Regions from separate parts of the Mus musculus genome. Here all the other regions are linked to region 2. The links are chromatin contacts, called in public HiCAR-type, HiChIP or PLAC-seq and promoter capture Hi-C maps. All regions are on one chromosome and are shown on one strand. Each heading gives the region's core, a stretch centred on a gene start, on an enhancer-like site or on the middle of the called end of the contact. The rest is flanking DNA. Distances are from core to core; before and after follow the strand shown.

Region 1 (2,809 bases), core at 253-2,752, 1.9 Mb before region 2:
CGAGTTCTAGAAATACTCACTCCCACGACCCAGGGACCTCTCTGTGACACTGGAAGCAAACAAAAACTCAAAGAGAGTGGCTATTCCCAGCTCAGTTGCCTCCTACTTTAAGACAGAATTACTTAAGTTCAAGGCCAGGCTAAGATACACGGTGAAAGCCTGTCTGAAAAACAAGAAATGGGAAGAGTTCCTGGAGGGGTACTCTTAACACAGGTGGGGCTCAAACCCACATTCCATTATGAGAGCAATTTTCTCCTTAAGGCCTCCTGGTCCAGCAGAGTCCAGAGTGTGGGCTGGGGTTTTGGTAAACTGTGTGTACTATAAAACTCGCTAGAGCCCTGCACCCCTTCCTGACTGGCTGGCTCTGAGTGGCCTGGCAAATGCTCCAACACACAAGTCCTCAGAAGGGTAGAGCCAGGCTGTTAGGTTCCAATTAACACTTAGGCCTTCTTTTCAACTGCATGCTTACATTTAAAAAAAATTAATTTACTTGGCTATTTAGTTACTATGAGTGTGGTCGGAAGACAACTTTCAGGAATTCTCTCCTACTGTATGTTCTTGGGACCTGACTCATGTCCAGGCTTGCATAGACTGCACTTTAACCAGCTGAGGCATTTTCTGGGCCGTGTTTGCATTGTTATTGCTGTTTTAAGACATCTCACCATAAAGCCCATGCCTTTCCCTTCTGAGTGCTGGCGTCAAAAAACAAGCCACGACGCCAGGCCATGTCTAGACTGGGGGGCGTGGGGGGAGGCACACTCTTTGCAGCTCAGTCCTGTCCCTTCACGCATCGCCCCTGCGTCTCAGCACTTGAGTTTGCATTCCCAGAGTACAGAGAGGGAAAGGACAAATACTGGGGCTGCGTAGGGAGTTTGTTTTCCCGCACATTCCAAAGGCGCAGCGGCACCGCTCAAAGTTATACGGCCGCAAACTGCGCCAAGCTACGGTACACTGCGTTACACCTGCCCCAGAAAGCCATCACTGCAAGGCAATGCTCAGCAACATCCATCCGCTACAAAGGCCACTTGCGAGGGCTCAGGGCAGTCTACGCCATCACGCCCACTCGAACCCAGTCCCCGCGTCGGTCCCGCGCTAGGCTAGTCCGCTCGGCAGCACTCGGGTCCGACTCGGATTTCTCCGGGAGCCGCCTGAAGCAGCATCCACCGTGAGCGCTCGGGACGCTCCCGCGGTCTCCCGCTGCCCTGCGCGGCGTAGCGCGCTCTACCCACGGAAGTCCACACTCACCGAAGACCTCGCGTGAGTAGCGCTCGGCGAACACACCGTGGCTCAGCTCTTTCAGGCCCACGTGGACTTTGAGTTGGAGCGGGGCTGCGTCTGCGAACGGGCAGCTCCGCTTGGGCATGGTAGCGGGTACCAGACACAGCCTTCAGCAGCGCGCAGCGCGCCGCGCGCCGAGCACACGTCACGGCGCCCTCGGACCGCGGCGGAGGCCCGAGCCGACGAGGGCGCGGCGCCCAATAGGCCGGAGAAAGGCTGGGGGCTCGCCTCAAACGGGCCCCGCTGCGCGGGATAGGCCGGAGTGACGTCGGGGGCGGGACTTACGCAGTTAACGGCGAGGGATAGGCTGAGGGAGGCAGTGGCTGGAATGCAGGGCGCGGGAAAAGGCCAAGGGCGCTGGCGCGGCGAGGTGAGGTCTGCGCAAGGCGTGGCACGGGATAGGCCGAGGGGGGGGGGGGTTGTGTTGGGGCGGGGCTAGTTTATGTCACAGCTCAGGATAGGCCGGGAACTAAGAGGCGGGGCTCTGGGGTGGGGCGCGGGATTAGCGGGATGCTACGTTGGGGGCGGGACTCGTGTGCTAAGGGGCTCTGCATAAACCAGCACGAGATCGAGGGCGGGGCTCAGCGCGCGAAAAGCCTGAAGGCTCTGTTGTCGCTAAGCAACGGTGATAGGTGATAGGTGAGATATCAGTATCAAACAGTAGGGTGGCGGGTTTTGTCCCAGCTCCTGATCTTAGTGGATACGGGCACCCATCTTCCCCTACGAGTTCCTCTTGTGTTCCCTTAGGTCTGATCTTGGGCAGGGAGCCTGAGGGTTTATGGCGTCACCTGCGGGTCCGCTGGTCAGGATTTAAAAATATTGTGGTGTCTTCTAACATGTTGAACAGGCAAAACAGTGATGCTGAGGGGTTTCTCAGTCCTTCTATTTCTACACAATCGGAACGTCAGTTATTCGGGTGCATTAAGTTTTGTGCTCATCTTGGAGTACAGGAGACCCGGAGTGTACACACAGCACCCGTTAATTCTCCAGACTTTGTAGAATGGAAGTCTCTGATCAAAGTGTCAGGTTCTCTGCAGGCTTCTGTCTTCCAGAATCTACAAATAAAAACTTTTGTGTCCTTACTGGATGTGTGTGTGTGTCCTCATCTCATAATAACACCCAGTACTTTGAATTAAGTTCTGCCCTAAGGACCCTGTTTTAACTCTTTAAGACTATATCCACCAGCCCTGTGTGTTGGCTCACACCTTTAATCCCAGCTCTCAGAAAGCAGAGGCAGGCTGATCTCTGTGAGTTGGAGGCCAGCCTGGGCTAGGTAGAGAGACCCAGTCTCAAAATACCGAACAAAAAACTGTATCCAGATACAATCACACTCTGACTCTTGGGAGTTAGGCCTTCGACATAAAGAAGGAGCACAATTCTAAATAGGACAATAGGGTCCAGTGACTACTGACTGCTGTGCTTCCCCACCCCCACCCCCACCCCCAAATGGTGGTTTCCCCGGTTGTAGAACTGTGCAGAATGGATGATACCTCTGTGTGGAGTCATGCGTTTGTCCCCTACTGCATGGCTT
Region 2 (3,184 bases), core at 107-2,606:
GCCTACATGTATGTTTGTGTGAAGGTGTCAGATATTGGAGTTATGGACAGCTGTGAGCTGCCTTGTGGGTGTTGGGAATTGAACCTGGGTCCTCTGGAAGACCAGTCCATGCTTTTAACCACTGAGCTATCTCTCCAGCCCTTTTCTTTCTAATCTTAGTAATCGTTTTGTCAGCAGGAAAAGATGCGGAAATAGGAAATACAGGGTGGGAGTAACCCAAAGGAAAGGTATGGGGAGTGAAACCGAAGCCTATATTAAAGATAAACAAACAAGGAAACTATCTTTTGGGTCACGTTAATCGCCCAAAGTAACTTCGTATGTACACCATATGAAGGTGCTTCAAAAATCAGGATAGAGTGTTTTATATGACCATTTTTTGACTGCGTGTGCCTGTGCACCATGTGTGTTCCTGGTGCCCGTGGAGGCCAGAGAGGATAGTTTATTTCCAAGAACTGTAGTAACTGGTGGTTGTGAGCTGCCTTAACGTGCGTGTTTGGCACCACTAACTGCTCCCAGCCATCTCTCTAGTCCTTTACACTTATTTTCACACTGTGCGAGTGTGTGTGTGTATGGGCACGTGGGAGACACAGCGCTGAAGGCTAGCTTTTTTTCCCACGCTCTGGGTGGCAGATATCAAACCCAAGCACCTTTACTGGAAGAGCCATCTTTCCAGCCCCAAAATTACAGTAAATTAAGGTAGCACAAATTTGATACAAAATCCCTCACAACGCCCAATTTGAGGGTCATAGCTTTTGGTCAAAGAGAAATCCCCAAGCACTCTGGACGGATTTGTAAGACCCACCGTGTAAGGTCTCTCAGTAAGCCCACTGTAAGGCTTCAGAACACACTCCAGCGGGGTCAGCCCTGAAATTCAGACTACGCAACCAGAACCCCAGTCCGGGAGGCGCCCCACCCATCAAGGTGGAAGCCAGGGGGGGGGCGGGACTCGCCTCCTGCGGGGTCCGCGTTCCCAAAGGGAGCCCGAAGGGGGACCTTTTGCCTGCAAGGACCTAAAGCGCCGCAGAGGACCGCGAGGTTCACACAACACGCGCGCGTTCCCATGGGGACGTCCCTTTTACAGAGCGCCGGGGAAAAGAAGCCTTAGACCACAGGGCTCACATGGAGGCTTCAGGCGCATGCGCTGGCCGGCCCGTCCGCGCGCGCGCGTGCGGCCCGGGAAGGCGCCCGGCCCGCCGAGCGTTCCGGACTGCGCATGTGCAGAGCACCTGGCTGTGGAGGAGGGGCTTGCGTTCGTTCTCCGCGCGGGTTCGGCGCGCTCCAGGTGGAGGGGCGGGGCCCGTCCATTGCGCAGGCGCGGGCGCGCGGCCGAGGCGACGGTTGGGGAGGGTTCTTCCGGAAGGTTCCGGAGGCTTCTGGAAAGAAGCGCCGCGCGCTGGGCGGGCCCGCCTCTATATAAGGCCGGCGCAGGGGGCGGCGCGCCAGTTGCTTCAGTGTCCTGGTGCGGAGCGTCACGTCTCGTGCGTGTTCATTCAGCCACGGTGAGTGATGGCGCAGGCGGACTTAGCGGGGGCTTGGGGAGCAGGGCCGTAGGTTGCTGGCGCCGCGGCGGCAGCGGGGCCACCATCCGAGTTCCCTCAGCCCGCGGAGGTGGGCGGCCATGGCTTCCGACCCTAGGCCCCAGGCGGGCCTCATATCTACGCCCCAGGCCGGGGATGCGGCAATGGCCGCCGAGGAGGAGCGGTGGCGGCGGCGAGGCGGGCGCGGGGCGAGCGAAGCGAGGGTTGGGCTGTCGCCGGTGCCGCCGAGGCGCGGGCGGGCGAGGGAGGCGCCATAGCGGCGGGTTGGGGGAGGGTGGCCGTTAGGAACGGCGTGCGTGGAGCCGCCCGGGTCCGAACGTCCTCCCGGAGGCGCGCACATGCGCTTCGTAATTACCGCATTCTGAAATGAGGTCATCCCTTTGTCATCCACCCCCCGCCCCGTCGCCCTTTTCTATTTCGTCCCTTTCTTAGTCCAAAATAGAGTCGGTAAGAGACCTCTATAGAGGAGGGGCGGTCGTTAGCACGCCTGCAGCCATTCTGTGAGGCTTTAGAGTCGTCCTCTGTGTTCCAGATGCCTGAGGAAACCCAGACCCAAGACCAACCAATGGAGGAGGAGGAGGTCGAGACCTTTGCCTTTCAGGCAGAAATTGCCCAGTTAATGTCCTTGATCATCAATACCTTCTACTCGAACAAAGAGATCTTTCTGAGGGAGCTCATCTCCAATTCATCGGACGTGAGTATACCACTTGGAGGATTGGACGTTGCTTTCCCTGAAAATTTCACCTTGGGGTTTGCGCTTGACGGTTTTTTCATTTTTAATCTTTTCTTAATAGGCTCTGGATAAAATCCGTTACGAGAGCCTGACGGACCCCAGTAAACTGGACTCGGGGAAGGAGCTGCACATCAATCTCATTCCCAGCAAACAGGACCGAACCCTGACCATTGTGGATACCGGGATTGGAATGACCAAGGCCGACTTGATCAATAACCTTGGCACCATTGCCAAGTCGGGCACCAAAGCCTTCATGGAGGCTTTGCAGGCTGGTGCAGATATCTCTATGATTGGCCAGTTTGGTGTTGGTTTTTACTCTGCCTATTTGGTTGCTGAGAAAGTGACTGTCATCACGAAGCATAACGACGATGAGCAGTATGCCTGGGAGTCCTCAGCTGGGGGATCCTTCACAGTGAGGACTGACACAGGTAGGCATAGGCCAAAAGGAATGTATTCAATTGTAGGGGGTGTCTGGTTAACTTCAGTAAGTGCTTGAGAGGGTTAACTTGGAGAGTTGAAGAGTTAAAGAGCAGTCTGGCATACATAGCCTTAGTGCTAAGTCCTGAGCTTTTCAACAAAATTGTTAATCTAAAGGGAGCTTCAGGACCTGGGCTAGGAAATAGGAAAAATGTATGGCTGTTTGCTCAGTTGTACATCTTGGGCAAGGAAGTTAAAGCTTTGGAGACCTTTGCATTTGTGGGGAAGGTTAGCTGCTAGGAAACCTCCAGCAAGCATGGAGGCTTTGAATAGTAACCATTGCCCTTTTCTTTTCCAGGTGAACCAATGGGTCGTGGAACAAAGGTTATCTTGCATCTGAAAGAAGACCAAACAGAGTATTTGGAGGAAAGGAGAATAAAGGAGATCGTGAAGAAGCATTCTCAGTTCATTGGCTATCCCATTACTCTCTTTGTAA
Region 3 (2,868 bases), core at 325-2,824, 2.0 Mb before region 2:
AGGTCTTGCTGCAGAGTGGGCACGTGGGCACGGACCCCTCGGGGGAGAGCCTGGCACGGACACTGTCCCGCTCCCGGAAGTGGGCGCTGAGATGCAGCTGCAGTGCGTGGGTGCTAGGGAACAGCTTGCAGCATAGCGGGCAAATGCAAAGGTGCCTGCTGGGACCCAGCTCTTCACTGTCGAGCACTGGCTCTGCAGGCAGCCCAAGCTGCTGGCTGCCCGTCCCTTCGATGTGCAGTGGCTCCAAGTCCACTGCCAGGCCCTGGGCTGCAGAAGCACAGACTGGTGGTGGGGATCGGTCCGCGCTCTGCGGGCTGCTGCTATCTTGTTCTGAGAACGAATCTTGCTCAGCCTTCACCAGAGGCTGCGCCACTTGCTGTACGGAGCTGCAGAGGGATGTCTGGAGGCGACAGGGTGGGTGTACCTGCTCCGGTCTTGGGCTAGGCTTCAGTGACAGGTCCAGGGCCCCACTTGACTGCTCTGCAACCTGCCAAGACGGAGGTCCAAATGTTGGCAGGGGATGGGTAGCCTTGACCCCTAGAGATGGGTGTTTGGCCTTTGGTGCGGCTTGGCAGAAGGCAGGGGACCAGGAAGGCAGGGGGTGTGGTGGCTGCCCAGGAAGCTCTGTCCCCAGCGTACGGGTCTCCAGATCTGGGTCCTTCTTTCTGAGTCTGCCCTTGCAGACCTTGACGATGTCATACATGTGCAGGTAACTGGCGGCAGCCAGGACGTCCTCGACAGGTAGGTTGTGCAGGTCCAAGCGGCCCTCGTACATGAAGTCCAGCAGGCGGCTGAAGGCGGGTACCGTGACGATGTCGCCGTTGAGCCGCACCGTGTCGCGGCTGCTCGCGGGCTGATCCCTGTAGAAGAGATGGAAGTAGACACTGCACGCGGCCAGTACAGCGCGGTGCGCAGGGAAGCGCGCGTCGCCCACCAGAACAGTGCAGTCGCACAGGAACCCCAGCTCGCGCTGCTGCCTCAGGCGGCCCAGCAGCCGTACGCCGTGCTCCGGGAACTCCATGCCGCCGCAGTCATCACCTGGGCACAAACGGGACGCCTGTCAACACGCCGGGGATGCCGTGGCCCCCGCTCGCCCCGACGCGCCCTTCCCGGGTGCAGGCAGCCCACAGAGAGGCGCGGGAGTGACGCGCGCAACCGCCAGCCCTGAGCTGCCCCGGCACCTGCCCGGAGCAGGAAAAACTCGATCGAAAGTAAACAGAAGCCGCTCTGCCGCCGGGGCGGGGCTCGGGGCGCAGCGGAGGGGCCGAGCCGCGCGGACAGAAAGAAGTCAGGACTTCAGGCTGCCTCGCCCCCCCCCCCCCGCCTGCCGCGCCCCCCGACGCCAGAGTCGCCGCCCGCCCGCACCGCCGCCAGCTGCCACCGCTGCCGTCGGCCCCATTTATGGCAGCGCGGCCGTGGGGAACGGCCGGCTAGGCAGGCGGAGCCGAGTACCCGCCCCTGTGCTCACCTTCGCCGCACGCGCGGCTCTCCGCTCGTTCTGCAAGCTTTCCCGTGCAGCTCGGACCGCACCGAACTGGGGGCGGCGCGCCCCGGCCGGGAGGGCGCGGGGACCCGGACGGCGCCGGGCGGGGCGCGCACTAACTTGGCCGGCGGGGCAACGCCTGCTGCTTGCCCCGCCCCGAAGAGCGAAACTCCCGGCTGGAGCTGGAGGGGGCGGACCGGGCGACTTCCCGGAGCGGCCGAACCGCTGAGGTCACCTCGCTACCCCTTCTCTGTCCGCCCCACCCGGTCAGTCCCGCTAGAAGCTAGCCCGCCGCACTCTGTGACGGGAGGGGGTGCGGGACCCTCTCGCGATACTTGTCTCCTGGGCCTCTGTGTCCTCCATGGGGTCCCGACTGCCCTGGTGGACAAAGGGGCAGTTGCTTCTCCGTGGACTACGGGACAATGGCCTCGGACCCGTTGGAAGACGGTCCTTCAGATGGGTCAGGGCGCCAATGAGAGACCACAAATGTCAAAAAGAAATTCACTTCGCCCTATGAAGATTTCTCTTGAATTCACGTTAACACATCTGGGACAGGCCGTGGAGCTGGGGTCTCAGAGAGAGAATTACCGCCCTCTGCAGACCCTGGGCTGACAGTCAAGCGCACTAAGATCTGTGACAGAGGGCACTGGGTAGGGCAGATGTGGTGGGATGGGTTTAAGACACAATCACAGAGAAGTGGCAGGAGACCTCCGGAGTTAGGCAGACAGGTCACACACAGGATGTAGGAGGAGTGATATGGAGAGAGGCCAGGGCCGGCACCCTGGGCACAGTGTTCCAGGGGAATCAGGGTCAGCAGGGTTTGAGGAGACTCCTGCTTCTTCTGGGGAGAGGACGTGACAATAGAGCCCGGGGTTTAGAGGAGTCGAGGCCCCTTGGCATGGGCTACACCAATGGCTCCCAAGTGTGCAGGCGGAGGGGTATTCTTAGCTGAGGGGGCTTGAAGTTGCTTGAGACATCGCTCACGTTGAGCTTCATTAAGCTTGTCAGTTAGACACTCTCATTTACAGTTCTAGCGTGAGGGAGGGGCCACGCAGTACCAAATCACAGAGCCAGAGTTCCTATGGGGCTAGGCCCGTTCCGAATTTTCACCTTGCATTTGTTAGAAGTCCAGGGACCAATAATGTTGGGTGGGCACCACATAGAGAGCTGGAGGGTAAGTATGAAGGAGGTCTTGCACAGGAATTACAGGGAAAGGGGTTTGGGTAGAATATCCAAAGGCATTCTGGGTAGAGACAGCCGCTGAGTCCTGTCTCTCCCCCCAACCCCCTGCCCGGCTCATTAGACACTCAGAACAGAGTACCCAGTTGTGAAGTGGGGCTTTCTGGCTGTTGGGGACAGCTCCAGGGGGCCTGTTCAAAGTTGTA
Region 4 (3,238 bases), core at 572-3,071, 2.0 Mb after region 2:
GCTGAGAGTTTGTTTGTTCATTTGCTTGGTTTTGTTTTGTTTTTTGTTTGTTTGTTTGTTTGTTTGTTTTTGATGTGGCAGTAATGGGCCTCTGGCCCTGGCTCCCATATGCTGCAGTGAGGACAGTGTGACTGAGTGTCTGCCCTGTTGAACTGTGGAGTCATCCGAAGTGCCCGCCGTGCTCCAGACACCGCTGGCTGTCTAAGTCCTCTCCCCCAGCTCTACCTGGGGTTGAGAGTGACCCATGCTTCTAGACTTCCGGAAGATGAAGACTCTGTCTGTCCCATGTCTGCCCTTGGTCTTGTCCCCTGTGCTAGGCAGGGTCATAGAGAGGCCAGGCTCTAAGGCTCTGGAAGAGCAGAAGCAGGGGGAGAGCAGGTAAGAGCTCTGCTGTCACAGACCAAGCCCTCTCCTGCTGAAAGCTCAGAATACCCAAGATACAATTCACAGACCACATGAAGCTCAAGACAAAGGGAGACCAAAGTGTGGGTGCTTCGGTATGTCTTAGAAGGTAACAAAATACACACTGGAGCAAATACAGAGACAAAGTGTGGAGCAGAGACTGAAGGAAAGGCCATCCAGAGACTGCCCCACCCGAGGATCCATCCCATATACAGTCACTAAACCCAGACACTACTGTGGATGCCAACAAGAGCTTGCTGACAGGAGCCTGATAGAGCTGTTTCCTGAGAGGCTCTGCCAGAGCCTGCCATATACAGAGGCAGTTGCTCGAAGCCAACCATTGGACTAATCACGGGGTCCCCAATGGGGGAGTTAGAGAAAGGACTGAAGGAGCTGAAGGGGTTTGCAATCCCATAGGAAGAACAACAATATCAACCAACCAGAGCTCCCAGGGTCTAAACCACCAACCAAGGAGTATACATGGAGGGCTCTGTATATGTAGCAGAGGATGGACTTGTCAGGCATCAGTGGGAGAAGAGGCCCTTGGCCCTAAGAAGCTCGATGCCCCAGTGTAGGGGAATGAGAGGGCAGGGAGACAGAAGTGGGTGGGTAGGTGGGGGCACACCCTCATAAAAGCAGGAGGAGGGGGCATGGAATAGGGGGTTTCTGGGGGGGATGGGGAAAGGGGATAGCATTTGAAATGTAAATAAATAATAAATAAAATATCCAATTAAGAAAAAAAAAAAAAGGATGCCCGAGGCGCCTTACTTCTTAAGCCTTGCACCTGCGGATCCCCTAACCATCAATCTCCTCCCCTTTCTCTGGCTATTGAGCTACTTGTCCTACAAGATCCAGTGCAGAAGCTGCTCCAAGACCAATCTGCGCCATGGCACAGATCACCCTGAATCATGTCTATACCTCCAGCCCTCGTGTTTGACTCTTCTGCATTTTTGTTGTGTCTTTATGTCACTCTGCCTGGACACGCTGGGAAGACGTTGCTGGGGCCTGCCTGTCCCAAGCTCCAGATAGCCCTCTTCCCAGCTTCTTCTCCCCCAACATTCCCACTTACTCCCCTGTGGGGACCCGAACGCCCAAATCAGAAGACCCAGACACCCATGAGTCCCAGCGTGAACTGCGCTCCACGATAAGGCAACCCTGGCGCGGAGACAGGTGTGCACCGGAGCGCACCGCCTACAAGTTGCCTGGGGCTTTGCCACACCGCCAGGAATCCAAGATTACTGGCGGCCCCTGCAGGACTGCCAGGGTGCAGGAGTGACCGCATCTCCCAACCCAGGCCACTTGGGTTCCAGGGGACCACCGCGACCCGCCCCTAGGTCCGCCCACGAGGAGACTTAGCCTCAACTCCGCCCCTTGCCCCCGGCCCCGCCCGGGTCCCTAGGTCCCCGCCCGCGACACCTAGGTATGCTGTGACAGGTGAACACTGCGCAGCGGAGAGCTCGCTAGGGCTCCAACGTCCCCACCATGGGTAATAGCGCGGCCCGCAGCGACTTCGAGTGGGTCTACAGCGACCAGCCGCACACCCAGAGGCGCAAGGAGATGCTCGGTGAGCGCGCGCGAATCTAGCTGGGACACAGTAGCCACAATGGGGTGAATAGGATATGGGCGGGGGACAGTGCGCACGGGGGTCAGGGGTGGTGTGGTGGTGGGCCAGCGCGCCCCGCGGGTTCTTCGCCTGCAGCTAGTATGCGCCTGCTGTGTGCAGACCCTGCTCAGGAAGCAGGATATGCCTTTTTCCTTGGGGACGCGGGAGACCCCGAAGATCCCACCGGAGGATAGTAGCTTTCCTGCGGTGGATCTCTCCGAGGTCCCAGGGTGGGCACTGTCATGCGGATACCCCGCTGCGCGCTGGAGGACGCTACACTCCCTTCTCTCCAGCCATCCCTTTGGCGCTGGAGCATCTGTAAACGCTTGTATTTCATCAGATCAGCAATGCTGTTTCCTGTGGGTTTAATTCGAGTAAGTTTAACTCGCATTTATTCAACGGCCACCTTCAGTTTTAGTTGCCAGCGGCATCCGGGCTGGTCTCCTGGTCTCCAGGTTGTCGTTGGCCAGGTCTTGAACTGATAGGTCTGTTCTTGGAGCTTTCACTTTTTTGACATCTTCCTGACCGGCCCCTAAACTGTGCAAGCTTCCCTGTGACTTTTACATCTTTCAAATTCAGTTTGTGCCTGAGCTGCTGCTGCAGCTGCAATTGAGGGCTCAGGACCTAGAAACTGTTCTGTGGGTTTGTTCTTGTGGTTGTCTCCCACATGTCTGGGTTAGGCATCCTCCCTACTCTTGTGAACTTACCAGGCACAGCAGAAGGGACCTTGGTTCCCCTTCCTGTGCCACAGGAGGAGAGCAGGTGCCTGAGGGTGCTGAGGCTGGAGCAGGGGCCTCCTCAGCTTCTCCCCTGTCTCTCCAGTTTCCCTTTCTGAATTCTCTGGGCACCTGGCATTAGGTAGGGAAGACCTGTGGACAGGGACAGGGACACGTGCTCATGGGATCCAGAAAGACCACACCTGTGTGTGTCTGCATGTGCGGGTGCGCGCGCACACACACACACACACACACACACACACACACACACACACACACACACACAGAGGTGGGGGGGGGGAGGGAGGGACCTGCCAAATGTGGTCACATTCTACATTGCCTGGTACATTGCTAAGAGGATGAGGTAGGCTTCCTGAGGGATGGGAGCGGGTAAGGTATCTGGGACTCTAGGATACATGAAAGGTTCCTGACTCCTAGCTGCACAAGTGGACTTCAAATTTGTGGTCCTCTGTTGTTCTCTGCCTCCTAAAGATGTGCACCGCAGAGCCAAAACTCT
Region 5 (2,847 bases), core at 230-2,729, 1.9 Mb after region 2:
ACAACGCGTAAAGGCCGCTGAAATGCTGTGGCTCTTCCTTCCCCTAACTCCCGTTCTAGGTCGATCAGGCGAGGAGCGCGTTGGCAGCGCGGGTGACAGGTTCCAACGGCCGCCGAACCCGCACACGAGCGCCCTACGTGCCACCCAAGTCCCGCCCCGCAGCGGCGACGGCCTGGGCCAGCGTGACCGCGGGGCAGCTGCGGCGGGGCTATGCGCCGCCCGCTCCGGGAAGGGCTTCGGGGAGACGCTTCGCGTCCGAGGGGGCCGAGCTGAGCGGAGCCGAGCGGGGCGGGGCCCCGACAGCCCCCGGGGGACGGCGGGGGAGCGGCGCGCGTCCGCCCTGCGCCACGGCCCTGTCAACGCCCGGCGGGTGGTCCGGCGCGGGGCGGCGCCCTCAACCGGCCCCGCCGCACGTCCGTTGGCTCGGGCGTGGAGGGGCGCTGGCCCCTCCCTCCCCGCCCGCCGCCCCAGCCCGCTTCCGCTCGCACAAACTACGCCATTGCGGCCTAGCCGGGCGCCGCCCCTCCCCCGCGCCGCCATCTTCGCGGCCCGCCGCCCCCGCCATCTTTTGGGGCCGCCATACTTGCCCGGGCGGAGAAGATGGCGGCGCCCATCACACACATAAAACATGGCTTCCCTTCAAAACAAAAACATCCCGAGCGGCGGCGCGCCGCCTGCACTCACCCGAGGACCACATGGTGACCGAGAACTCGCCCTCCAGGGTCTTGATCTGCACCTGCTTCTGCTCCCACTTCTTATTCCCCGGGTCGGCGCCGCCGCCGCCCGCCGCGCCGGCCCCGCCGCCCAGGTAACTCTTCTTGCCGCTCTTCTTGCCGCCGCCCTTCTTCACGCGACCGCCGCCCGACGAGGCCCCGCCGCCGCTCTTGCCGGCCGCCGCCACGGTGACCAGCGTCTGCTCTATGTAGTCGTCGTCGCCGCCGGCCGGCGCGGGCACCGGGATGAGGATCTGGTCCTCGAAGCCGTCCTCGGCGCGCAGCCCGTCCGAGTCGTCCCCGCCGACCACCTCCTCGCGCGTCTGCACCAGGATCACCTCCTGGTGGTGGTGCACTTGGGTCGGGTCGTCCGTCACCAGCGGCTGCAGCGCGATCATGGGCGGGTGGTGGTGGTGGTGGTGGTGGTGGTGATGGTGGTGGCCGGCGTGCCCGTGGCCGCCCCCGCCGCCGCCGTGGTCGCCGCCGCCGCCGTCCTCGTCGTCGTCGTCCTCCTCCTCCTCCTCGCCCACCACCGTGGTCTCGATGGTCTCCACCGGGATGGTCTCCACCTCGATCTCATGCAGCTCCACGATCTCGGCCGGCATCTCCGAGCCGTCCGTGGCGATGTAGAGGGTGTCGCCCGAGGCCATGGCTGAGGGCTCCGCCGCCACGGCCGCCGCGGCAGGCGGCCTCGGCTCCTGGGCTGCGGGAGGGAGGGCGGGCGGGCGAGGAGGCGGCCGGCCGTGGGGAAGGAAGGCAGAGGGAGGAAGGCAGCGGGCGGGCGGGGGGAGAGGGGGCGGGCGGCGGGGGAAGGGGCGGGCGCGGCGGCCGCGGGGCTTCCCCGCCTCCCGAGATCGGTGCGCCCCGCGCTGGCTCGCTCGCTCGCTCGGCCGCTGCCTGTCCTGCTTCCCCGCCTGCCTTCGCCTCGCCTCGGCTGCCTGCCCTGGCTGTGGCCGCGCCTCCTCCCGCCCTCCGGGCCGGCGTTACGCTGCCCCCTGCCTCCTGCGCCTCCGCCTCCTTCCACACAAATACCAACTCCTCAACCCCGAGCCCAGATCTCGCCGCCGCCGCCGCCGCCACACTCTGCTCCGGCTCGGCCTCGCGAGACTTCCGCGGGGCTCTCGGCCCCGCCCCGTCCCCGATTCCCCACTCGCTGTTCCGGCTCTCGCTCCTCCCTCGCTACCAATCGCAGGGCCCCTCGAGGCGCCGGGGCCCCGCCTACTCCCAACCAGGGTCCTCCCGATTGGGGGGGCCCCCGCTGGGGTAGGGGGCGTGGCGGCCCGCACGCGCGCTGGCTGGCCCCCCCGGCGCGTGACGTCAGCTCCGCGCCGCCGTCGCCTTACGGCGCTCGGCGTCGCGCGAACCCCGGCGTCCGCGGTGCAACAGTGACAAAAGTGCCGCTCCGGGGCCCCAGTCGCTGACAGGAGTGGGGCGTCGGCGCTGCGCCTTACGCCTCGGGAGCCGGCGAACTTTCCGCGCGACCCAGGCGCACGGTAACGAGCTGGGGTGAAGGGGGGCGCGCGCCTGGGGCTGGCGTGCTGCCGGCGGGGCGTGCGACCGGCGGCCGCGTGGCCGCAATAAAGTCTGCTCTGACGAGAAACGCCTGTGCTTGATTTTTGGTTTCCCGTTCGTTTTGCCTTTACTCGTTACTCGGGGTCTCGTGCGGTAGCGGCACGGACGGCGTAGCCGACCGTGTGCTGCCACGGGCTCTTTGGTCGCGTGCCGGTGGGCGGCGCGCGAAGGCGACCGCGGCAAGCGGAAGCGGCGCGCGCAGCCTAGGGTTCACCGTTGGAAGTGTGTCCGTTATTCTTTTATGACCCGCGGAAACCGGAGACCCAGCCGTTGGGTGCCTGTTGGAACGAAGGGTCTGGCTGCTCCTGTCGAGCGACTCCACTATTGTAGCTTTCTGAAAACTCCCTTCTATCTTTGAATAACTTGACACAGGCTTCGCCTATTCCTCGCTCATAAACATTCCTTTTGCCGAAAAGGACTATTTAAAAATATTCCTTTTAAATAGTCTTTGCATTTAGCTCTTTGAAAATTCCATGTCTTTTGTGATTTCCCTATTATAAGTAACAGCTTAGGTTTTCCTTGTTCAAATCATCAAATTGCTTAAGATACATTGTAGTGAAGT
Region 6 (2,946 bases), core at 294-2,793, 1.8 Mb after region 2:
AAGTCTGCTCATCATCCAATGCCTGTAGCTATCATTCCTACCAGCAGCTGAATCCAGGCAGGTAACAATGTCCACATTTAGAAACATCTTCGAAAAAGGACTTCTAAAACCAGCTTTCCACTCTCCAACCAAACTAAGATCCCACTAGAGACTAACCACACAGAGATAGACCCATGCTCTGCAAATAATTTGATCTCTACATATTCAGCAGGGAGTTGAGGCCAATCTCCTGGTTCCTCAAATGAAACCCATCTGATTCCCACCACCATACTATATAGAGCTCGGTCACAGCCTGGGTTTTAAGCTACACGGTTATCTGCAGGGTAGACTCACAAAAGAGGCCTATAGCAGATCTGAGGACAGTGTGGCTCATCAGCTCCACAGGGGATAGAAAATGAACGACAGCAAGGGACTGGACACCAGATGCACCACACATAGATTTCATTCTCTCACTCAACATCTGCCACAGTAGGCAAAACAGTAAATGATGTCCTTCATTCATCACACTCCCAAGCCATAGAAAGACAAAAACATCCCTGACTCGTGAGCCAGACGATGTCGTGGACTTGTGAACTCAAAAGGAAAAGGATACAGGGTAGCTGGGCCCAAGACTGCATCTTTTTCTGGAGCTGAGACAGGTCTCAGAGAGACTACACCAGTGTGACGCTCTGAAGAGGTTGAGGGAACTAAGGTGTTCACAATACTGTGACTAAAACAGAACCAATACCAATGAAGAGGAGTCAAGGGTGAGTCAAGAAAACATATATGAAGGGAGACGGCTGAGAGAGATGCACACCGTTTAGGAGATGATGGTAGCCATCTTGTACCCAAGTCCAAAAAATGCCATGAGAAAGGGGGGGGGGGGGAGGTGAAACCAAGAGGAAGAGGCTAAATGGGGGAAAAAGAGGACTGAGGACTGAAGTCGAATACTGAAAAGCTAAAGGGAGCACGGATACATGGGGCAGGGTGTCCTGTGTGCTTAGCTCACTGTCCAAGAAGCCTCAATCTGGATGAATTTGCAGACAGCAAGGTGATGGGGCAGGGAACTGGGAAAGTTAAAGACAGAATTTTCCCGTTCAACACACGGGTCCTAGTTTCCTACTCTGTGTTAGGCACTATGATAGATCTGATGTGGGTAGAAATTCACACGGATCTTGCCCCAGAGGCCATGGATACAGGATGGGAAACAAAAAACAGACACGGGTTTTGAAGGATGAGTAAGTTAGCCAAGCTGTCAACACTAATGGGTAAAGAGTTCAGAGCACAGCACTCTAGGAATGAACGGGAAGAACAGGAAGGCAAGCGGCGAGCTGAGCCCGGCGCTAAGAAGCGAGAAGCATGCGGCCGCCACATCCCGGCCCCCTCCCTCCCGGGCCCGCCGCTCACCACACACACACACACACGGAAGCTCTTGGTCCACCCCTACAACGGTCCGGCCAGCACTCGGGCCGCCCAGTCGCGTTCCACCACGACGCCAGCAATTTCAGCCAATCGGAGATGGTCTCTGCCCTCCTCTGCCTGGACAGCCAATAGCGGCATGCCGAGACCGGAAGTTATTCCAGCCGGCTGGTGTTTCCACGGACGCCCAAGAGGTACCGGTGGCTGAACTTGGGGGTGCTGACTGGTGGGGCCGAAGTGGGGGCCGCCGGTAAGTGAGGAGGGGGTGGTCACTGCGCCGGGAGCGAGGGAGGGATGCCGAGGTGGCGCCGGGGCCTTCGGTTGACGCCCCGGCGCCGCGCCCCGAGGATCCAGCTCGGAACCGGGCTGTCTGTTCTCTGGGCACCTGTACCACGAGGGACCGGGAGGCTGCGGCGGCGCCGCCCACCCAGCCTGTCATCGTTTCCCACCGCCTGGGCTTTGCCCTGTAGGATCTCTTTGCCCTGTACGAAGTGTTTGTAAAGCCCCTGGTGCCCGTTTCACAGATGAGGAATCCTAAAGAGAAGCAGAGAAGGAACGCTACTTGCCCACGGTTTTATGATAGCACACCAAGCTCTATGTCCAACATTAAAAGCCTATCTTTCCGCTGCAGTGCACAACTTCAGAGCAAGGCTGCTTCGGGAAGGCAGTGATGTACAAAGCGATATGCCCGTCCTATTTGTCGCTACACTACACACAATTGCAATGATGCTGTGGGGGCGGGAAAGGAAGAGGGTGGGGAGGTCATATGGCGGTCAACCTGAAGAAAGGGACAGCTGATGCAATGCAATGACAAGTAGCTCCGGGCTCTTGAGAGTTTGGTTGGCCTCAGCCGCCTCCTCCCACGGCCCAAGTAGCTAGCCAGTGGCTGGACTTGCTCTTGAAGAAAGCTGGGCAAATGGCTCAAATGCTTTTGGGAACCTGAGTGATTTCTAGGAAACCCCTCAGTAAGTGAAACTGAAAGGGTGTGGCAAAGCAGATAAGAAAAACAATAGTCTCTTCTAAAAAAAAAAGAAAAAAAAAAAGAAACAAACAAAGAAACTGAAAGGGGAAGAGGAGAGTATTAAAGACCTCCACCCTGGCTGGGCAGTCTCATATGTTCAGCTGTCCAGCTTGAGCACCCTTGGACTACACAGCCAGGGTACGTATTGCCTTCTCTGCTAGGCTAGCAGCGTGTTTTCTGTTGTTGCAGTGGTTTGGTTTGGGTCACCTACCTCATATGAGAGCATTGAAGACTTGAGGAGGGTGTGTGTCTGGATTGGGATGTTGTGCATGTATTTCATCTAGTTGACTCAGGTTCAGGTGATGCCCTGGTTTTGAGTAGATGTGGTGGGTGCCCAGTGACCTGTTTGCATTCAGAGCTTGCCCTTCAGCATCTTCAAAGCTCCGGTTGATCTGGCCTCCTTAAGTGGTCAGTGTCTGAATACGTTGACATTCTTATTGTGACAACAGAGTCTGTAATGTCTGTCTTTGTAAATTAGTGTCTTTCTCTTTTAAGGTAGTATTCATAGGGCTCGGCTTGTAGTTCAA
Region 7 (2,897 bases), core at 150-2,649, 1.9 Mb after region 2:
TTAGAACCAGAAACCAGGGTGGAGGCGTGAAGACCCGAGCTTTACCACCGGACCCCAGGGTATTCTTATGGCTGTGTCCCTGCAGGAGGATTGCTGGGGTTAATGGCAAAGGCCTCAGGAGGGATCCTACAATCACCCCAGTTCCAGTGTGTACTTCCTTCTTCCTCTTACCACCTGCCTTTAGAAGGCATCCAGATGACTCAAAGCCTGTGGAGATCAAACCCAGGTCTCCAGACCCCTAGTTCAGGGCCCAGTAGCCACCACAAGCACTGGACTAGGGGTCAGCAGGCCTGGACTTGGGTGTCGGCTTCACGAAGGGTCCATTCAATTCCAAGGATAAACACCACCTCTCAAACAACACTGGGGTCCCTGGTCTCAGAGCTGCCCCTCCATCAGATCTGCCATCCCACAACTCCGCGCCCAGTTTAGGGAGGGGAGAGGCAAGAGCAGAGTTCGAGTAACCACAGGAGTCTGTTACTCCACTCTCAGCTTAAAAGAAAGTCACGACCAGCAGAGGCCCGGTAAGTGATGGCTGTATCCATCACTTGGACTTGCTTCCAGACTCCTTGCTGTTGTAGATATTACCAGCAACTGGGGGGGTGGGGGGCGGCGCGTCGGGTTCTTAGCCCACCTCAACTTTAATGCTCTCCAAGCCTGGAATATCTGCTTGCTCCTTGTCCTGCACCTAGCTCACCCTGTCCCAAGGCCCAGAGCTGCAGTCAGATGCCCGCGCCCCTGATCTGGCCTGCTGGCGGCTCCCAGGAACACGTCGGGCTTGGCGGCACCCTTCCATCCTCAGGCCCCATCCACAGGCCCCTTCTGTTTGAAAACGTTTCTACGTCCTTCAAACTCAAGTCCCTGTCTCTGCCTGGGTGCACTGGGTCCTCAGTACTCCTGCGCGTTCGCTTAAGAAGATCCGGGGCCTCAGAGGCCCCTCCAAGTGGGCGGTCGTTCTCGAACTTTCCCAGCAAGCTGAGTCCAAGACCAAAGTAGGCCTTGGGAGAGTCGCGGCGTTCCACGTGTGCACTCGCCACTGTGTCCTCTTGACACAGGCAAGGACGATGAGGTTGAGCAGGAGAGTCGCATCCAAATACCGTGAGGGGTCCGAGGATTGAAGCAGATCGAGCGCCGCCCTTCGGACCGTGCGGTTGGGAGGTTCTGGGCTCCAGTGTGCAGTGTGCCCACCGCACTGCCCCTTCCTTGCGCCGTGCGGGCGGGCCCGAGAAGCACAGTCTTTGTCTACTGAGCCGGGAGGCACCCCCGCCCGCCGCGCCCGAGGCCACACCTTCCAGGCGCGCCCAGCCAATGAGACTTGGCGGCGGCACCCGGAGCACGGGGTGTGTCCGTGCCTCGCTTACCGATTGGTTGCGCTCTGCCCCCGCGGGGGCTGAGGCCGACGGGGCGGTGCGAGCGGTGCGAGGTGAGGCCCGGCAAGCTGGACGCCAGGGGAGTGCTTTTCTAGGAGTCGCCATCCAGTCGCCTCCCCGACCCGGCTGCGCGCCCGGAGGCCAGATAGCAGGAGTCGCGACGGCCAACCGCGGGCCGGGCCCGAGGAGTAGTAAGACACAGCCGGCTCGCCGGGCCGGGCCATGGCGCTCGACTTCCTGGCTGGATGCGCCGGAGGTAAGGAGATGACCGGCATGCCAGGCGGGCGTTCTGGCTGGTACGCGGCGACAGGTGTCTTCTTGACCCTTCCGTGCGCACTGAGTGCAAGGTCTGGGGATCCTGGCAGCACCGCGGCTTGGCCGGAGGCAGGGACAGAACAGAAGGATGCGGGCGCGCAGCCTACTGATCCCTTCCCGCAGCTGTCTGAGCGAGGCTGGTGACACCGCGCGACCTCCTAGAAGGCTGGCCCGACCCCAGGCGCCCAGCACTTCCCATGCATTGCTTTAAGCTGCTGGAGGGCTCAGGAGAGGAGGAGGCGGTCCACCGGGTGGTCAAATAAATGGTCATGTCAACCTGACTGAAGAGCGCTCGAAGCTGAGAGCAGGCTAGGTCTGCCCATGACACTACCGTGCGGACCTGTTGAACGTTTAGTGCCTTTCCTTTTGCCTAGAGGATTAGTTTATTTACTAAGTATTAAATAGAGCCTGGTTTAGCCGCTGGGATTCCAGGTGAATCGACTGAGGTGGTAGTGGTCTGGCTGGTTATATGTTCAGCTCTGAGGCCCAGACCTGGCTCCTCATCCACCTGTCCTGCTGTCTTCATCCTTCATAGCCCTACCCGGAAAGGTCTCTCCTGGAACAGTGATAGGCTGGAGTTGGCCTTAGGTGCTTAATCCGTGCTTGCTTCTTCCTGGATGGAGAACATTGCTGTCTGGCAGAATGCCTTCCCTGAGCAGTGACGTACCCTCTAGGTGCTTGAGAACCACCAGACTGTCACCAAGTCTTTCTTCTGTAAGCTGTGGGAAGGCCACAGAGATTTCCACAAGCAGGTGGAGAATTAGAGACCCAGAAAGAGCCCCATGCTAGCCCCAGCTGTAACAGGGCAGGTGAGGGCATCTTCAATGGCCAGGACTCCTGCCGTGGCCAAGACCCCCTTGTACTGCAGTTTCCCCAGGGCCAGAGTTACCTCCATTTGTAGCCTGGGATATACAGTTGATCTGGGGAGCATATATTCACCCTGAGGCCAGGCTTGCATAGAGACTTTGAGCACCCCCACTGTCCCACAAGCCCATGGGCACTTGCTCAAGTAGGCCCTCCCTGCCTGGGATACCCATCTGTCTTCAACCAGCCTGTCTCAGGGTGGTCATGTGCCCTGTCTCCAGCCTGGTCTGCATTCTCACCCAGGGTGTGTAGAGAGTGCCCAACTACGTGAAGTCAAGCACTGACTTCATGCACGTCTGAGGTTTCAGCTGAATAGAGGTGGAGGTCACCAACAGAGTAAGATTCATCATC

What was found. Promoter capture Hi-C pulls out the DNA fragments that hold promoters and counts their contacts. HiCAR-type assays count read pairs that join an accessible place to other places. HiChIP or PLAC-seq counts read pairs in DNA pulled down with a chosen protein or histone mark.
Region 1: a promoter capture Hi-C map of liver shows a contact between it and region 2, with 8 times the contacts expected there. The contact joins the promoter of Siva1 here to the promoter of Hsp90aa1 in region 2. A contact is called at or near these places in 2 of 39 promoter capture datasets (liver and pre-B cells) and 1 of 115 datasets of contacts at active chromatin or transcription factors (pancreatic cancer cells).
Region 3: a contact with region 2 is called in a promoter capture Hi-C map of liver, with 4 times the contacts expected there. The contact joins the promoter of Zbtb42 here to the promoter of Hsp90aa1 in region 2. A contact is called at or near these places in 2 of 39 promoter capture datasets (liver and pre-B cells), 1 of 115 datasets of contacts at active chromatin or transcription factors (pancreatic cancer cells) and 1 of 9 other capture datasets (liver).
Region 4: a FOXA1 HiChIP or PLAC-seq map of pancreatic cancer cells shows a contact between it and region 2. The contact joins the promoter of Degs2 here to the promoter of Hsp90aa1 in region 2. A contact is called at or near these places in 3 of 39 promoter capture datasets (hippocampal neurons, liver and pre-B cells) and 1 of 115 datasets of contacts at active chromatin or transcription factors (pancreatic cancer cells).
Region 5: a contact with region 2 is called in a promoter capture Hi-C map of pre-B cells, with 11 times the contacts expected there. The contact joins the promoter of Yy1 here to the promoter of Hsp90aa1 in region 2. A contact is called at or near these places in 10 of 39 promoter capture datasets (the 3T3-L1 cell line, 3T3-L1-derived adipocytes, cranial neural crest and 5 more), 5 of 484 Hi-C or Micro-C datasets (the G1E-ER4 cell line, embryonic stem cells and muscle stem cells) and 6 of 115 datasets of contacts at active chromatin or transcription factors (astrocytes, embryonic midbrain, extraembryonic endoderm stem cells and 3 more).
Region 6: a HiCAR-type map of astrocytes shows a contact between it and region 2, with 4 times the contacts expected there. The contact joins the promoter of Wars here to the promoter of Hsp90aa1 in region 2. A contact is called at or near these places in 4 of 39 promoter capture datasets (the 3T3-L1 cell line, cranial neural crest, hippocampal neurons and 1 more) and 5 of 115 datasets of contacts at active chromatin or transcription factors (astrocytes, embryonic midbrain, extraembryonic endoderm stem cells and 2 more).
Region 7: a promoter capture Hi-C map of liver shows a contact between it and region 2, with 10 times the contacts expected there. The contact joins the promoter of Slc25a29 here to the promoter of Hsp90aa1 in region 2. A contact is called at or near these places in 3 of 39 promoter capture datasets (hippocampal neurons, liver and pre-B cells) and 2 of 115 datasets of contacts at active chromatin or transcription factors (astrocytes and microglia).

What each region holds. Positions count from the first base shown.
Region 1 is chr12:112,643,521-112,646,329 of GRCm38.p6, reverse strand. It overlaps Siva1 (SIVA1, apoptosis-inducing factor), which reads right to left and starts at 1,502. Exons shown (of 4, transcript NM_013929.2): 1 at 1,246-1,502. The coding sequence starts at 1,363. It overlaps Gm30101 (a long non-coding RNA gene), which reads left to right and starts at 1,563. Exons shown (of 3, transcript XR_381987.3): 1 at 1,563-1,648.
Region 2 is chr12:110,694,567-110,697,750 of GRCm38.p6, reverse strand. Hsp90aa1 (heat shock protein 90, alpha (cytosolic), class A member 1) reads left to right here and starts at 1,356. Exons shown (of 11, transcript NM_010480.5): 1 at 1,356-1,499; 2 at 2,071-2,232; 3 at 2,333-2,699; 4 at 3,047-3,180. The coding sequence starts at 2,071.
Region 3 is chr12:112,677,546-112,680,413 of GRCm38.p6, reverse strand. Zbtb42 (zinc finger and BTB domain containing 42) reads right to left here and starts at 1,574. Exons shown (of 2, transcript NM_001100460.1): 1 at 1,469-1,574; 2 at 1-1,038. The coding sequence starts at 1,021.
Region 4 is chr12:108,700,889-108,704,126 of GRCm38.p6, reverse strand. It overlaps Degs2 (delta(4)-desaturase, sphingolipid 2), which reads left to right and starts at 1,821. Exons shown (of 3, transcript NM_027299.5): 1 at 1,821-1,966. The coding sequence starts at 1,885. Gm40572 (a long non-coding RNA gene) reads left to right here. Exons shown (of 4, transcript XR_872978.2): 4 at 82-603.
Region 5 is chr12:108,791,929-108,794,775 of GRCm38.p6, reverse strand. It overlaps Yy1 (YY1 transcription factor), which reads right to left and starts at 1,479. Exons shown (of 5, transcript NM_009537.4): 1 at 685-1,479. The coding sequence starts at 1,363.
Region 6 is chr12:108,892,771-108,895,716 of GRCm38.p6, reverse strand. It overlaps Wars (tryptophanyl-tRNA synthetase), which reads left to right and starts at 1,543. Exons shown (of 10, transcript NM_001164314.1): 1 at 1,543-1,648. Wdr25 (WD repeat domain 25) reads right to left here and starts at 1,445. Exons shown (of 7, transcript NM_177602.3): 1 at 1,404-1,445.
Region 7 is chr12:108,834,378-108,837,274 of GRCm38.p6, reverse strand. Slc25a29 (solute carrier family 25 (mitochondrial carrier, palmitoylcarnitine transporter), member 29) reads left to right here and starts at 1,399. Exons shown (of 4, transcript NM_181328.3): 1 at 1,399-1,623. The coding sequence starts at 1,590. It overlaps Mir345 (microRNA 345), which reads right to left and starts at 302; the gene lies at 207-302.